2 separate regions of the Rattus norvegicus genome follow, and region 1 is linked to region 2. A link is a contact called in public Hi-C data. All regions are on one chromosome and are shown on one strand. Each heading gives the region's core, a stretch centred on a gene start, on an enhancer-like site or on the middle of the called end of the contact. The rest is flanking DNA. Distances are from core to core; before and after follow the strand shown. Region 1 holds the start of Ikzf2 (IKAROS family zinc finger 2). Region 2 overlaps LOC120094697 (a long non-coding RNA gene).

Region 1 (3,603 bases), core at 713-3,212, 470 kb after region 2:
CAGGCAGCTTCACTTCTTGTCTCCAAAACCACTTCCCTTCTCCCTCCCCTCCCCTTCACCACCAGCCTCCCTCCCCCCTCCAACCCCCCAAAAACTTTTCTTTCTTTCTTTATGGAATAATCAGATCAAATTCTCAGTAACGACATAGCAGTTAAATTCCGACCTGCTCTACTCTTATCAAATTCTTTCAATTAGGTTACGTAAGGTTTCAAAGAAAGGGATCCGTAAAGTTTAGAGGGGAGCAGTTTCTACCGAGATCTTAGAAATGAGTCTATCTCTTTAAAAATGTACACATTTAACACACATACTAAAAAGAAGCGTCAGTTAGAAGCAAAAGAAGTCTGCCCCAACAGTGAAAGGGTTATTAAACCCTCAGTGAAGGAAAAGGAAGAAAAAGAAAAAGGAGAGAGAAACGAAATGTACATACAAAAGAAATTGTCCTTTGATTAAAAAACATTCATCACCATTTCCAGCTCTGTCGGGAGATCCCAGCTTCTTCTAACCCCTCAAAGAGGAGGTGACAATGTCGGGCTGAAGAGAAACGAAGAAAGAAAGAAAGAAGTTTTTTGTGTCCCCCCCCCTTCCCTCCCTGGCCCCTTCCAGGCCAAGCCCCCTGCAGAGTTGAAGGCGAGGAGGAGGGAAAGCACTTTACAGGTGGGTCATTCCAAGACCAAATCCAGCAAACAGATCGGCTGATAAACAAAACCAAGAAATGAGAGAGAAGGAACACTCCCCCCAACCTCCTCCTCCTCCTTCTCCTCCTCCTCGTCCTCCTCCTCCCCCGCCCCCGCCCCCTCGTCCCTTTGGGATGGTCTAGTAGGAAAAGTCACTCAGGAATGGCACCACGTACTTTCAGGAAAGAGGAAAAAAAGAGAGAGAGGGAGAGGGAGGGAGAGAAAGAGAGAGTGAGAGGTCAGTCAGTGCTACAGCAATGCGATTAACAAGAAGAGAAAAAACTTGATCCACCGGTTCCTTAAGAATCGACCAAAAGCTAAGACAAGAAAACTGAAAGAAAAAGGGGAGGGGGGGTACGAAGGGAGGGACAGTCAGGCAGAACCCAGCAAGGAACCTAGGCCAACTTCACAGGACTGTTTTGTGGCCTCTGGCAAGATAGGAAAAAAAAAAGGGAAAAAGAAATTAAATCTTCATTCCATCTCCTTCGTCCATACCAGAACCTGTCAAAGCGATTTAACTGCTGCTTTTATACATGTGTCACACCAGATTTTTTTATTAGTATTATTTTTGTTTTGTTTTGTTTTCAATCCCAACAGTATAATACCCTCTATCTAGACAGCTGCAATCAATGCCAGGTTATCCAATCTTTCTTCTTGGAATTCAAGTTAAAACAAAGCAAAACCAAGTCCAAATCCATGACAGCTATAGAGATGAGAACTGATTAATCCATTAACATCCCAGAAGCAGATTACAAGGAGGGGACGATACATTAAGGCAAAGGACATCATCTTCAACGAAATTCCCTGAGCGTCCTTTAAAGAAATCATTTCCCTAATCAGAGCCACAACCCATCCCTCCCCAAAGAAAAGCGTCTATATTATTATTATTATCACTGGTTAACAGCAACAAGTCATTCGATCACACCACACTGTTAAACAAGATTCCATATCATTACACTTAACTTTGAAAACACTCCCCCCCTTTGCAAACCATACACAAATTGATAGATAATCTATGAATCAGAAGACAAATAAAACAAGAGCTGTTCTTCCCCACGCAAAAAGCCAAGCGGAGATTTACCTCAGCAGTGCATGCAGTAAAATAATCCCATCACCCTTTTGTTTGTGTTTACTGTTAGTGTGTCCTCTCCCTCTCTCTCTTTCTTTCTTTCCTGTGCCTAACGTGTGTTTGTGCACTGCAGTTGGTGGTGGAAACTAAGGCAGTGGATCTGTAGCTAAGGGTAATCCTGTTTTTACTTCCTCCATCTTCAGCGAGGAGCAGGGTTAGCCCGGGACAGCTGGTCAAACCCCGAGAAACCGATCCGGCGGAGCCCGAGCACATCTCCCCCGCCGGCCGGGCTCGCGCAGACGCCCGCGGGCGGAGGGCGGGCAGCGGCGGTGGTGGCGGCGGCGGCGCGCGCGGGCTGGCGGAGACGCGCGCGCGGAGGGAGTGAGGTGGGGGTGTCGTATGCGAGCGCCCGGGTCCGTGAGAGTCACGGAGCGAGCGAGCGAGCGAGCGCGCGGGCGGGCGGGAGGGGCGGGAGCGCGTGTCTGCGCGCTCGGCCGCTCGCTCGGCGCGCTCGGCAATCGATTACAGGACAAGTGCCGCGCGGCTCCGCGCCTCCTCCGCGCCCCGCGCGCCCCCCGCGCCGGCTCCGCCCCTCTCCCCGCTCCCCGCGCCCAGCTCACGTTCTCCGCTGGCCGCGCGGGAGGGACGGTCGCGGGCTCCTCCAGCTCATGTCGGCCGCGGGAAGTTTTCTATCTGGCCCGGCACCTCCCCAGAATCCCGGCTCCCGGCACCCGGAGGACCTGGGACACTGAGCCGGGCAGAGGGGCCCTCGCGAGTGCGCTGGGAGACCAGGGAGCAAGCGCCACTGTCCCCATTGTGAAAGTGCTTTCCAGTGCAAGTTTAAAATTAGAGTGTTTACTTGCTGTTTATATCTGCCTCCGTCTCGGCGTGTGCCACATCCACCCGAGTCTTCAAAGGAACCGTGAGGGTCGAAAAAAGTTGTCAGCCTGGAAGTGTAGCCTAGCCTTATGCCAATCAAGACGTTTGGTTTGCCCGGGGTGGGGGAAGAGTATAGGAATCGTCCTGAGAAAAACAAATGCATGCTCAATCTACAAATAGCAGCATTTACTATCTTTCTTGACCACAGAAAAAGGAATAGAGACTTCTATAATTAAAGGGAAAAGGAAAATGAAAGGAGCTGGAAATACTGAACTGTGTAGTCTGGGTGGTTTAAGTTTGAAATCACATGAAATTATCAGGAGTGCCAAACAACATTTCTGAGAAATTGTATCGCAAATTGTGTAGAAAATCAATGCTGAACGAGGAGCGGGCGCTGTGCCTCCCACTCCTTTAAAGAATCCCAGAAAGAGGTGCTGAGAGTTTTCTCCCTTTCCCCTTTTCCGTGGAAGCAAGCCATATGACACATTGAAAATAAAATCAACTTTCACCTTAAGCACCACTCTGCCCTGTGTTTAGATTTTGGTGTGAGCAAAGCTTCACAGTGCTACACAATGGATATCCTAATAACGTCTAATGTATTTATTTTTCCTTTTTAAGACCATATTATATCTATTGCAGTTATTAAGCAATTATACTTGTAGGCTCGGTTAATATGTCTTAATTATAGAAAGTGATGGTTTAAAGCAAACAAGATAAACCATGTCATTGGGGGTAAACCACTTGTGCTCAGGTTTTCAATAATTCCTGACGATTTTTTTTAAGTTGCAATATATGTAAATTGTTAAGACTAACCTTTTAACCTACTTGTCAGCTATCCGAATACAATGTTTTCCCCCTTAAAGTTAGATTTGGAAAGGTCAAACTAAAGAGAATCTAGGAGTCGTTCTAATCAATTCAACAGACAGCAAATTCAGAAAGCTGGCAGAAAGTGTGACTCTATAGTATAGAAAAGGTGACATA
Region 2 (4,021 bases), core at 644-3,143:
ATACTCATGCACTCGAACAAACACACACACACACACACACACACACACACACACACACACACACACACACACACTTGCTCTATTTTGTTGTTTCTTTGTGGAGTTAATCTCAGTGGATTATCACTTGAAATGACACTAGTTTGAATCTGCATTGACCCTGAAGGGAGCTTTACACATTGATCAGCCATACCAAAAAAGAATCAGAAGAAAGGAAAAAGGAGGAAATTCCAACATTTCCATGCATGTAACCAAGAAAGCACAGACTAAAATTATAGGGAGAGTACCACTACTAAACCTAAAAACAACTAAAATAAGATAGGTACTGAACCAGCATCCATCAAACAATGTCCACTGCATGGTGAGAGTTTCAAAGCACTATGGATATTTTTCCATTGATGAGTAAAGAGACACTTTCAAATCATTGATAAAATGTTTTGTATACAGTACAGTATTCTGTAAAACATGTCTTCCAAACTTGTCTATTTTTAACAAACTTATTTAACTTAAACTTTCACTTCATAGCTATGGTGTCATTAGTATAAAATCAGATTCACTCTACTTGATGGTTTAAAAGCATAAATAACAATGCATGCAGGCTTAATTTGTTCTGAAGCTCTCTTTAAAAGTAACAAAATGATAGTGTTAGCTTACTGTCATGTTTCCTTCATGAGAGAATCCTAAATATACTACAACTTTTAACTACTTTTTAACAAAATATATTTGAAGTGGTGCCCTTAAATGTCGTTTAATATTTGGATAAAACAATATGTACAAGTAAAATAACAAATACCAAAAACGAAATGAGACCATGCATTAGTATAAGTTGAAGAGAAAGCTAAATAATATTTGCTTTTTTTTCTACATGGTAATCATTTTTCCTAGTTTCTTACTGTGCTGTTTGCACTTGCCTTTGGTTGGCGTCCTGACAATCACTTGATTTATCTTTCTGTCCTGAGTACTAAAGCCCCACTTGGTTTTTATTTGAGGAGAATGAATGGTGCTTGGTAGGAAGCTGACTTTGTCAACCTCAGAAGAGGTTGGTGTCAGATTTTATCTATCAGTCTTTGCATAGAATTATGCAGGGACCTTTGCTTTAAAAATCAAATCAATTTAAGAACACACTGACAGTAACTAGTAAAATATTCGGTTATGCAGAGAGAGACATTCGGCTGGCACTGCGTACCTTTTATATGTCTCGATTGACATTAGCATTTTTCTCTATTCTATACACACATTTAGGTAATGTTGTCATTATGAGTTCATCAGCTATTCCATTAACAAAAATATTCTCTTCCCTGCTTTTTCCTGGCACATGCTTTCTTCCTCTCCCTTCCCACATTTATCTTCTTCCAGTAACTAATTTCAACAGCCCTGGCAGTAAGAATATGAAGTGCTCAGTGCAAGCTTTGACCGAAAGACGGAGGCATGAGTGGCCAACATTCTTCTCCAAAGCACAGAATTAAAGACATGCTTCACTCTTTCCTTTAAATGTCTGTACTTATTAAATTCTCTTTAAAAAATATCTATCTATACTACAAATAAGCACGATCCTACACATCAGAATGCAGATGAGACTTGAAGATTGCATTCTATAACCTCAGCAGCAACTTAATTAGCAGAGCACTCTGTGGTTAGGAACACTCTGGGGAGTGAGACTTTGACACATTGGAAATAAATACCCTGGACTTTCTCCCACACTCAGACTGATGGTGATCAAACTGGTGATTATGATGTGGGCCAGAAGGAGAAGGAGATGTGTATACTCAGATCTTCATTTAAAATACTAGAAAAGAAAGCATTTACAACCAACCTTCTTCCCACTAATGCCTGGACAGCAATGGCCGAATGGAGTGATTGGATCAGTAGAGAATCTGGGAATCTTAGCTACATTTGGCTCTCCATTCAGCACTCAGTGCCTGCTGTCATGGCTATGGGTGTACCGGGAATGCCAGTGGCTGAAAGCTAAGACTTTGGGAAAATTCCATAATAAACAAACACTAACAACTTTTTTTGGGGGGGAAGGATGATAGCAAAGACATGAATAATGATTAGTGAATGCAGCCAGGAAAGAAAGTTCCAGCCGAGATGAGTCATTTGACCTACAGAATAGTAGCTTAAATTCTTAAATTATTTTAACTTATGTGGTAACTGCCCCCACGTATCATGTTTAGAGTCACCTATCATATAAGTACCAATATGCCATAATTCATATACAGACAGATTCTATATTCCAGATTCACTAACCGTATGTTTGAAATAATCAGGTTGGGTGTAGTGGTTCGTTCTTTAATTCCGGCACTTGGGAAATAAAGGCAGGTGGATTTCTGGGAGCTCAAGGCCACTCTGGTCTACAGAGTGAGTTCCCAGATAGCTAGGGTTTTGTAGAAACACTCTGTCTCAAACAAACAAACATGCAGAAAAGCAATAATAAAACAAAAATCTCCAGGATATTGCACATGAACTGAACATGAGAGGACTTTCTCTGCTTGTCATAATTCCTTAAGAAACACAGATATTTGCATGGCAATTGCATTGCATTGGCTTAAGATGTAATCCAACAATAAAATGATAAAAATTGCCAGAAGGTGGCCATGGGGCATATTCAAACATGAAGGAACTAAGCCTCCTCAGATTTGGACACCCTGATGAAAGGAGTTCATGGCAGCAACACTGCATAAATACCAAGGAATAAGTGAATATGCATGTACAAGTATATGTGGTTGGGGAATATTCATAGATACATAAAATAGAATATACTTACACACTACTTTGATATAAAAGAATGTTATTAATGGTTATTACTGCTAGACACATACAAGGGTATCCTATAAAATTTATTATTTGAATTCTGTGTTTTAGTTTTAATCTCTTACATTTTAATTTCATTTATGCTTCATTTTAATTTTCTTGAACAAATTCAGGTTTGCTGAGAGCCAAACCACAGGAATGTATTACTGTCTTGAATCATGAGATTCTAGTCAAGAGACTCTAGTCAATAGAAGGCAAACACTTTCATTGTCTAAGAGTCCAGAGGAGAATTTAATTCAAATGGCTTGTTCACTTATAAACTTAACTGCCAACATTTAATAAGATACCCCGAGCTAACTGAAGCAATTTAAATCACACACTGGGTCATTTATTGGCCCAAATAGGTATATGCAAATATTCTATCTGACTTATTATTATTAGTAGTAGTATCACTATTATTATTATTGTTGATTATATTATTTCAAACTCTCTTAGTGATTAAGAGTAGCTTATGAGTCTGAAAGTTTCCAGCCAATTCTTTATGTCTTTCACTCTAATTCATCACAAGTTTGCCAACCACTATTAAAACACTTTCACATCTAAATGTAAAGGCCCATATCCTGACATTGATCCACGTGCGGAACTCCCATCGAAGTCGATGAGAGTCTTGCATAGAAATCAATGACAGGATATGGACCTCAAGGCTGGACCATCTCTCCCCTGGAACCTCTATTCATTGACACACAGAAATTTGAGAAGATTAAAAAAAAAAAAGAACAGAGTCATAAAGCAAAATGCTTTCAGGACAAGCTCCATGACTCTCTGGCAAAGCTCACTGAGAATCGGATGCCAACTATAGTTTTGCAAAAGAGGGGAGATGGAGCTGTGAAACTGCCAACTCCAGCAATGACGTGCTTGGCTAGAATTTCATCGCTTACCATTCAGGTGAGCAGGACTTGTTTTAGTCAAAGCTTCTGTGTTGGCATGACATCACCTTCTAAACCCAATGAGTTTACCATGGTTCTCATGTCTGAATTGGAAATCATAAAATATTTTTACAAAATCTACTTTCTATTCAAAGTGTGAATAATATTGAACATTTTAAAGCATCTTTTTCTAATAACAAACCACTTAAAATATTCTGCCGTGCCATAATGCTAGAAATAATCCTCTAGATTTAAAATTGGTCCTTTTGCTTCCAGTGCATGCAAAGCAGCTCACACATATTAAAAGTGATTCATTTTCGTAAAGCATGTTGGACACAGTTTTTAGA

Evidence for each region. A called contact is a pair of places that touch in the nucleus more often than the background predicts.
Region 1: a Hi-C map of the A7r5 cell line shows a contact between it and region 2, with 5 times the contacts expected there. The contact joins the promoter of Ikzf2 here to the enhancer-like site in region 2. A contact is called at or near these places in 10 of 12 Hi-C or Micro-C datasets (the A7r5 cell line, the Rat2 cell line, Schwann cells and 6 more) and 1 of 1 datasets of contacts at active chromatin or transcription factors (oligodendrocytes).

The regions. Positions count from the first base shown.
Region 1 is chr9:78,638,397-78,641,999 of GRCr8, forward strand. It overlaps Ikzf2 (IKAROS family zinc finger 2), which reads right to left and starts at 1,963. Exons shown (of 9, transcript NM_001106916.2): 1 at 1,756-1,963; 2 at 428-531.
Region 2 is chr9:78,172,673-78,176,693 of GRCr8, forward strand. All of the region lies in intron 1 of LOC120094697 (a long non-coding RNA gene), which reads right to left. Among named protein-coding and RNA genes, the nearest start is that of Erbb4, 130 kb to the left of the region's middle. Within about 2 kb of position 1,894, at least 2 of the 93 cell types and tissues checked have an H3K27ac peak or open chromatin away from gene starts, as enhancers often do. A contact at or near this core is called in the A7r5 cell line, where this site is marked.